2 separate regions of the Hordeum vulgare genome follow, and region 2 is linked to region 1. The links are chromatin contacts, called in public Hi-C maps. All regions are on one chromosome and are shown on one strand. Each heading gives the region's core, a stretch centred on a gene start, on an enhancer-like site or on the middle of the called end of the contact. The rest is flanking DNA. Distances are from core to core; before and after follow the strand shown. Region 1 holds the start of LOC123448282 (ciliary rootlet coiled-coil protein 2). Region 2 holds the start of LOC123448283.

Evidence for each region. A called contact is a pair of places that touch in the nucleus more often than the background predicts.
Region 2: a Hi-C map of leaf shows a contact between it and region 1, with 2.7 times the contacts expected there. The contact joins the promoter of LOC123448283 here to the promoter of LOC123448282 in region 1. A contact is called at or near these places in 2 of 6 Hi-C or Micro-C datasets (leaf and seedling).

Annotation. Positions count from the first base shown.
Region 1 is chr4H:163,668,608-163,672,897 of MorexV3_pseudomolecules_assembly, reverse strand. LOC123448282 (ciliary rootlet coiled-coil protein 2) reads left to right here and starts at 1,998. Exons shown (of 18, transcript XM_045125132.1): 1 at 1,998-2,156; 2 at 2,517-2,580; 3 at 3,559-3,652; 4 at 3,732-3,840; 5 at 3,925-3,963. The coding sequence starts at 2,520.
Region 2 is chr4H:163,978,856-163,983,266 of MorexV3_pseudomolecules_assembly, reverse strand. It overlaps LOC123448283, which reads right to left and starts at 2,285. Exons shown (of 4, transcript XM_045125136.1): 1 at 1,936-2,285; 2 at 808-890; 3 at 495-720. The coding sequence starts at 2,201.

The sequences.
Region 1 (4,290 bases), core at 749-3,248:
GCAGCCAGATGGAGGCGGCCTCCTCCTCCTGACCGAGCACGGCAACGACGATAGCCACATGGAGGGGTCCTCCCTCCTCCCGCTGCTATCCGGTCCTCCCTCCTCCCGCTGCTATCCGGTCCTCCCTCCTCCCGCTGCTATCCGCTCCTCCCTCTCTCTTATCTCTTTCTCTCCCCCTCTCTCTCTTTCTCTCCCCCTCTCTCTCTACCAAGGCGGGCGCAACGGAAGGGGGGGGAGTACCTGCAGTGGGGCCGACGAAGCCGAGCGCGACGACCCACTGGCTGGCGATCCCAAAGTGGCTGTGCGGGAGCATGCTGCACCCTTCGCCGCCGAGGCTCTGCACGCGCAACAGAAACACTCGTCAGTCCCCGCCACCGTACAGACAGCCGCATGCAGAATCGACGGGGCGTGAGGCGCGGCTGACCTTGGAGAAGGGCGCGGTGTAGAGGAGCGCGGCGGATGGAGAGGTGACGGAGCGACGAGCACAACCGGCGGCGGCAGCGAGGATCGGGATCGGGATGGGGAGGGAGTTGGGAGTGGGGGAGGCGGAGACGTGTGCTCGTGTTAGCGATTTTTTTTTCCGTTGGGCTGATTTCTGGGCCACGTCGAACGCCGGGTGGGCTGCCTGTTTTACGCGCGTGTGTCAATCGTACGTGGAAGGTGATCGAGGTTGAACCATCACGACGGCAGATCCTCCTTTAATAGTAGAGATACGTGGGCTGGATCATTAGTTAAGTAAGGAAAAAAAAGGAAAGGATTTCGCCCATGCAAGTCAGCAGAAAAATTGAACCAAATCTCGATGAGAAGCAACAGAGTACGAGAGGTGGGAGGTGGGTGTACCGGAGGCGAGTTGGGCTGGTTTGGCCCTGACGGTATTGCGGGCGAGGAGGCGGCAGAAGGTCACAGCGCGGTCGCCCTGCAGCAACGTCCCCAGCAGCTTAACCCCTTCCTGCAGCCACGTCCCCACGTCCCCAGCAGCTTAACCCCTTCCTGCAGCAGCAACATGGCACATCACAGAGGTCATCGTCGGAGCAGATTTGGGGGCAGAGCAAAGGAGAAGGGAGCAGGGTACTCATATCGCGGGGCCTGACGCGGTCGGAGGCGAGCTTTTGGACGACCTCCTCGACGTCGCGCGCGGTCGCCATGGCACAACGCCCACGGCAGCCAGATGGAGGCGGCCTCCTCCTCCTGACCGAGCATGGCAACGACGACAGCCACATGGAAGGGTCCTCCCTCCTCCCGCTGCTATCCGGTCCTCCCTCCTCCCGCTGTTATCCGGTCCTCCCTCCTCCCGCTGCTATCCGGTCCTCCCTCCTCCCGCTGCTATCCGGTCCTCCCTCCTCCCGCTGCTATCCGGTCCTCCCTCTCTCTTATCTCTTTCTCTCCCCCTCTCTCTCTTTCTCTCCCCCCTCTCTCTACCAAGGCGGGCGCAACGAAAGGGGGGGGGGAGTACCTGCGGCGGGGCCGACACGGCCGAGCGCGACGACCCGCTGGCTGGCGATCCAGAAGTGGCTGTGCGGGAGCAGGCTGCACCCTTCGCCGCCCAGGCTCTGCACGCGCAACAGAAACACTCGTCAGTCCCCGCCACCGTACAGACAGCCGCATGCAGAATCGACGGGGCGTGAGGCGCGACTGACCTTGGAGAAGGGCGCGGTGTAGAGGAGCGCGGCGGATGGAGAGGTGACGGGGCGACAAGCACAACCGGCGGCGGCAGCGAGGATCGGGATCGGGATGGGGAGGGAGTTGGGAGTGGGGGAGGCGGAGACGTGTGCTCGTGTTAGCGATTTTTTTTCCGTTGGGCTGATTTCTGGGCCACGTCGAACGCCGGGTGGGCTGCCTGTTTTACGCGCGGGTGTCAATCGTACGTGGAAGGTGATCGAGGTTGAACCATCACGACGGCAGATCCTCCTTTAATAGTAGAGATTAACATACACGTGGAGTAGTGTGAACCCTAAAAAAAAAACGTGGAATACTGTGAAGAAGAGCATACAGCCGCTCGGACCCACAGAGCCTGCGAGGAGGAGCGACCATCTGGATTTGGGACATCTCTCGAAACCTCGTCTTGTCCTCCTCGGAGCCGGCGGCGAAGCGGCGGCGCTCTTCTCGACGACTGCCTGGAGGAGACGAACCCGCACATAAGTCCGCGTGGATTCAAGGTAGGCTTTGCTGAATCCCAGTCGAACCTATGCCTAATTTTTGGCCGGATTAGCAGGCTAGGGTTTCGTCCGCGTTTTAGCAATTGTGTCGATTCCCAGTTCGAAATCTTGGGAGAAATCCGTCCATGTCCCCTGTACTGCAGCACATTTTTTCTCCCACTTCTTCTTTGGTAGGAAGAAGCGGGTCTAGGGGATCGCTCCTGCTTCGTTGCAAGCCTGGGGTAGTACTATTGTGGTCAGAACTTGAGGCTTCCGTTGCACGGCTTTGATGTTTATGTTTACATGATGGCATGTAGTATATCAATTCATTTGCATTTTTATTCAAGAACATTAGTCTTATTCTATCTATTTTTTCTGTAGAAAATGGATGAGAAGCCATACGATGGTGAAGTATTAACTCGTCGAGTTGAAGAACTCCAGCGGGGTACTCACTCATATTTGTCATATATAAGATTGTCATTCATTTGTTTATACATTAGGTGATAACCCTAAATACTGCTTGTTTGCTGTGCCAATTGAAGTTGTTTGCATTAGATAAAACACTTCGGCCTGCAGATTAGTTTGGCTACATTGTTTTCTTTGTGCAAGTAGTTCAATTCAGTGCCCTCACTTACCCCTTTTTGGAATGGAGGTACTCCATTGGAAATTCAAGGGGGAATAGTACTAGTTCCTGGTTTCCTTCAGTAATTACTTCAAGATATAAAAGTGATATATACTCTGATATAAAGCGATATGTACTCCATTGGAAATTCAAGGGGGAACTCTAGCCTATGCACTTCAAGATATAAAAGCGATATGTACTCCATTGGAAATTCAAGGGGGAACTCCAGTCTATGCACTAGAGTTCCTTCCCTGATAATATGTACCCTGTCATAACTTAGCTATTCTCACATATTTGAGTAGATATTTTTTGCGAAGGATGTACTAGTTATTTTTAAAATTTTGTTCACTTTGTTAGCGGTGGCTTGCTGTACAAATTGGGAAAATACATGAAGTAGCTGCTGAAGTCCTTGGCTAATTCTGTTACATACATTGTTTCTGATAGACATTTAATGAGTCTTTATAATATTTCCAACCTTCTACAGCTTCGTTCAGCCATAGGAGTATTTCAGTATGCAGCAGTGTTGCTTCCTTTGGATACCATGTGTACATGGATAACATGTTGGGAAGTGGAAACTATTGGCAGATGTTACTAGTAATCAGAGATTTTCGATGGAAGATCAATGTGCCTATTTTCTCATACTTCAGATTGATGTCCTTTTGAATGGAGAGAACACCATGTTCTGTTTTCTCAAAGCTGCTAATGTAGACTATTGTTTTGGGAATAGTTCTAGTTTTCATTCTCTATTTCTTTTTTGGGTGGGATAGGTGCACACTTATTGATTGAAATATTCTTTGGCAGAACGTGATGAACTGAGAAAAGATATCGAGCAATTATGTATGCAACAAGCTGGGCCGGGTTATGTTTCTGTTGCAACTCAAATGCTTTCTCAGAGGTGCTACTATATGTTCTGTCCATGTTCCATCGTTATCATTGTAGCGGAAGTAAACCAATGTTTTGTTTTAACTATCCAGGACAACAGCTCTGGAGCAGGATATTGAGATCCTTCAGAAGAAGTTAAGTGGATGCTTAAGAGAGAACCAAAATTTGCAAGAGGAGCTTGCTGAGGCTTATCGAGTTAAGGTGTGCTTCTCTTCCTTGCTGTACTATTGTTTCTATCTGCATTTCTTTTTCTTTCTTCTAATGAGTGCGTTAATTAAATTTCAGAGCCAGCTTGCTGATTTATATGGTGCTGAGCTATCAAAGGTTTCATACTTTGACTTGTACAATTGACTGTTGTTGTTTTGTCAACAATGTTGTAACTTCTGCTGACCAATGTTTACTGGCAGATAATTTTATACTTGTTCTCCATCATCCACGTACGAGCAGTACAGGGAGTGCAGTCCCTTGAGCTTGAACATGGAATGACATATCTATGCTCACTTATAGCTAGAACCCACATATCATTCAGACAGTGCACAACTAAGCAAAGGGCCCCCAAACAAATCCACTAATAGTTGTGCTTAGTCAAAATCTGCAGCCTGAAAGTGAAGTACCATTTCAAGCATGATAGGCATATTCAGAGTCTTGGTT
Region 2 (4,411 bases), core at 1,036-3,535, 310 kb before region 1:
CCTACTGATTTTACATTCAATCCTCCCCTTAGAAAATCTGAACAATTGGAATCTTGCTTCGTTGTTTTCTCCATGGTCATGGCACAGAATGGGAGCACCAAGCATGGCCGCCTCATGGTGTGCATCAGCCAGTGTGACGAAGGTTGTTTCGTCTATTCTCTGGCCCCTCTGTTCTTTTGTTTTTGTTAGCCAAAAAGGCTTGTTCTTTAGTTAATTGGTTGCTCTTTGTTGAATCTGTGCATCCTAATTTTCTAAGATGTCTTCCAGTTCTAGACATAGGAGATTTTCATTTAATCCTTTGAGAAATCTATACTGCTACTGAAAATGATTACTACTGAATACATGGTCAAAGTGACAATACAAACACATGGAGAGCATTTCACTTTTCTACAGCATCCATTTACTTCCGGTGTCTTCAGTTTCAGATAGCACTTGTTAACCGAAATCAATCGAAAGATGGACACTAAGAAGGAAGAAGAGTCAGCAAAGGAAACCTGTTGTCGTGCCGTGAGCGGTTCCGCGCCCTCCTTGTCATGCCGCGGGGGAGGAAGAAGAGTCGGACGCTGCGCCGCTCCGCAGCCTTGCGGAGGGCGACGAGCGACGGCGGCAGCTTGGCGCCCGGGCGTCCCTCGAAGTTCCGGCCGAAGTTGCTGCCGAAGTCGCCGAGCAGCCTGTGGGTCGACTCCCTCACCAGGCTCGTCTGCTCCAGCAAGTTGTAATCTGCACGCACGCGGAGAAAAAATAGGGGACGGTGAGCATGGACGGAGCGGGGGACTGTACATGGGGTCGGGGGATGAATCTGCTCACCGAAGAGGAGCTGGGTGTCGTCGAAATGGGCGAGCGGGATGGGGGCACAATCAAATGATTCATCAAAGAATTTACTCATATCCCTAACATCCATTTGCATGTCTACAGCTCATAAGTAAATCAACAGACACTAGATTTCACTTCCCGAACAAAGAGGGAATTTAAAATATTTAAGGATACATTGTAGCCATCAGCGACCATATCCTCTGACATAAGTGCAAACATCAGAGCATGGGAAGAAAATTTAAATTAGCAGAGTGAGTGTAATCATCGAGCCTAGGTTTAGAAGCGCATCCTGAACTTTATCCAGAAGACCAGAACAGCCCATCGAGGGTGCAAAACACAAGTAGTGAAAATCAGATGTGCTGCCGTGTGTTTAACGTGTCAATGCAGTATTGATGGCATGCATCATAATACTAAATCCCAGAGCAACTTTGGGTTACTGGGGAACAAGTCAGATCAAGGTTGGTTTTAGTTTCGATTATTATCAAATAGAGATGTGCTGGTTTCAAATGTGTGCTTCCATATTACTGTCCCTACCACATTTGGCTATGCCAGTTCGCAATGACTACTTTTGTGTGGCATCAACATCACAACCCTGTCAATTCACACATTGCCAAACTGTAGCAGCATAGCACATTACCCTATCCAGAGTATAATTATCAGATTAGTGGAAGTGATATATGTCAGCATGTGGACTGATAGAATTGCATTATCTGATTGCCATGTCGTTATATACACAACAGATACAGGAAGCACTGGAGCTAAATCACCACCTAGACAAGGAGCTATCCATAAACTATTGCCGTGACAGCAATTTCGACCCCCAACATACGGTGACTGTGCTCTGTGCAAGCAGCTAATCCAAAAGATCACCCGCTCGCTGGTTCATGCCAATCACCCCATCCCTTCACAAATCACAATCAAGCACCTATTTGAACCGAACCTGAAAAGGCGGAAAGGGAATTCCTACTTCCGGAAAAGAGAGACGAATGCACAAGCAGTCAAGCACCACCACCACGAGCACAAATCAGCTACTCCAGTTCGGGCACTAGGCGAGCGGCAGTCTCGTCTATGCGAAGCAATCGTGAGGAGGAGAGCGGAAGAGGGGAAGGGGGGAGGACGTACGGGCGGACGAAGGGGCGCAACGCGGCGTAGCGCTGGTACCAGTCGTAGGGTGCGCCGCCCTCCTCCACATAGCGCGCGTCCCAGTACCCCGCCTCCCCGTAGCTGAACACCGCGCCGCCGCCGCTCCCGGTGCCGTCGCTCCTGGTGTCCCCCTCCTTCTCCGCCCCGCGAGGCGACAGCGGCGGCGACGACGACGACATCGCCCGGGGAAGGCGGGGGGCGCGGGCGAGAGGTGGATCTGGGCTGCGGGGAAGATCGGATGCCATAGGTCGTGGGGAGAGAGAGATGGGGATCGCCAGGAGAGATGTGGTCGTGGGGGAGAGAGAGATTATCTTTCACTTTTTTTTTTCTCGGTTCTTTTCACTTTGGGCAGCCAGCCTATCACATGTGAGGCCACGGATCACTCTGTGAAACAGATCCTGGCCATCCACTCCTCCTACATCCAACGTTTCAAAACTCTCCCCTCATCCAACACACACTTCTTTCACTTTTCTCTTCTTTTTTTCAATTGGTAGAACTTAATGACCAATTTATGCAATAGTATCATGACCTAATGGACACAAAAGGTCATAACATTATGGGCTTTGGACCCTCTTATACTTGCCATGACTAATTTCGGAATTTTGGTCATGGATCAATGACCAATTAAACCACCTTCATTATTTTTGGTCGTAATTGAGCATTTTTCTTGTAGTGAACCAAATAATAAAGAGTCTCTTGTGTCCCCAACACACCCAATACGATGGTAAATTGCATAGGTGCACTAGTTCAGCAAATATATGGTGACACAACTGTAATATGGATGGTAGAAATATGTTTTAATAATCTAAATAAATAAAAACATCAAGGTAGAAATTCAAAAAACTTAGCACAAACGGTATTGCAATGCTTGAAAATGAGGCCTAGGGTCCATACTTTCGCTAGTGCAATCTCTCAATAATACTAATATAATTGGATCACACAACAATCCCTCAACGTGTGATGAAGAATCACTCCAAAGTTCCTACCTAGCGGAGAACATAAGAAGAAATTGTTTGTAGGGTACGAAAAACCTCAAAGTTATTCTTTGTGATCGATCTATCCACGAGTTCGTACTAAAATAACACAAGTTATCCTTTCCGATCGATCTATCTAAGAGTTCGTACAAAAATAACACGAAAACAAATTCAGATTCATAATACTCAATACAACACAAAGAACCTCAAAGAGTGCCCCAATATTTCTACTAGAGAAACAAAGACGAGAACGTGCATCAACCCCTATGCATAGATTACCCCAGTGTCACCTTGGGAATCCGCGAGTTCAGTGCCTAACCCTATATCAAGTGAATCAATATGATATCTCATTGTCACCACGCGTATTCATAGCAAGACATAAATCAAGTGCTCTCAAATCCATAAAAGTATTCAATCCAATAAAATGAATTCTCAAAGGGAAAACTCAATTCACCACCACAAAATAGAGAGGGAGAAACAACATATGATCCAACTATATTAAGAAAGCACGCAATACATCAAGGTTGTGCCATCTCAAGAACATGAGAGAGAGAGATTAAACACATAGCTACTGGTATAAACCCCCACCCCCGAGGGTGGAATACTCCCTCCTCATCATGGTGTCCATAGGGATCATGAAAATGGCCTTCAGTGATGATCTCCCCCTTTTGCAGGGTGCCAGACCGGGCTTCCAATTAGTTTTTTTATGGCTACAGAGGCTTGTGGCGGTGGAACTTCTCATCTAGGGTTATTTCTCAAGGTTTCTCTATTTATAGGAATTTTTGGCATTGGAATCACGCCAAGATGGGCCACGAGGTGCCCACTACCCACCAGGTCGTGCCACGGGGGCAGTCGCGCCCTGGTGTCTAGTGTGCAGCCTGGGCGTCCTCTGGTTGGCTTCCTTGTTCCGGTGGATGTCTTATGGGCAGAAAAAATCTCCAAAATGTTTTGTGACATTTGGACTGCTTTTGATATTGTTTTTTTGCAAAGTAAAAAACAAGGAAAAAACAACAACTGTCAATGGGCACTATGCCAATAGGTTAGTCCCAAAAATGATATAAAGGTGCTATAAAATGATTGTAGAACATCCAAGAATGATGATATAATAACATGGAACAATCAAAAAAATATAGATAAGTTGGAGACATATCAGCATCCCCAAGCTTAATTTAGGTTCATCCTCGAGTAGGTAAATTTTTGATGTGGAATGTTGCCTAACATGTTCATCATATTATTATCTTTTATAGCATGGACATGTGGAATTGGAGATGATTCAAAGCAATAGTCTATAATTTCACATGAAAACTTTAATACTCATGCATATCAACAAGCAACGAAGTCTTTCAAAATATCAGCATTAAAGAATGATATCCCTAGCCCATTTGCTCAATTATTGATGAATTCATGCAACACACCCAAATATTAGCTACATCCAATGCTCAAGTATGATAACAGTGTTCCGTAGTTGGTGCCTTATAAGA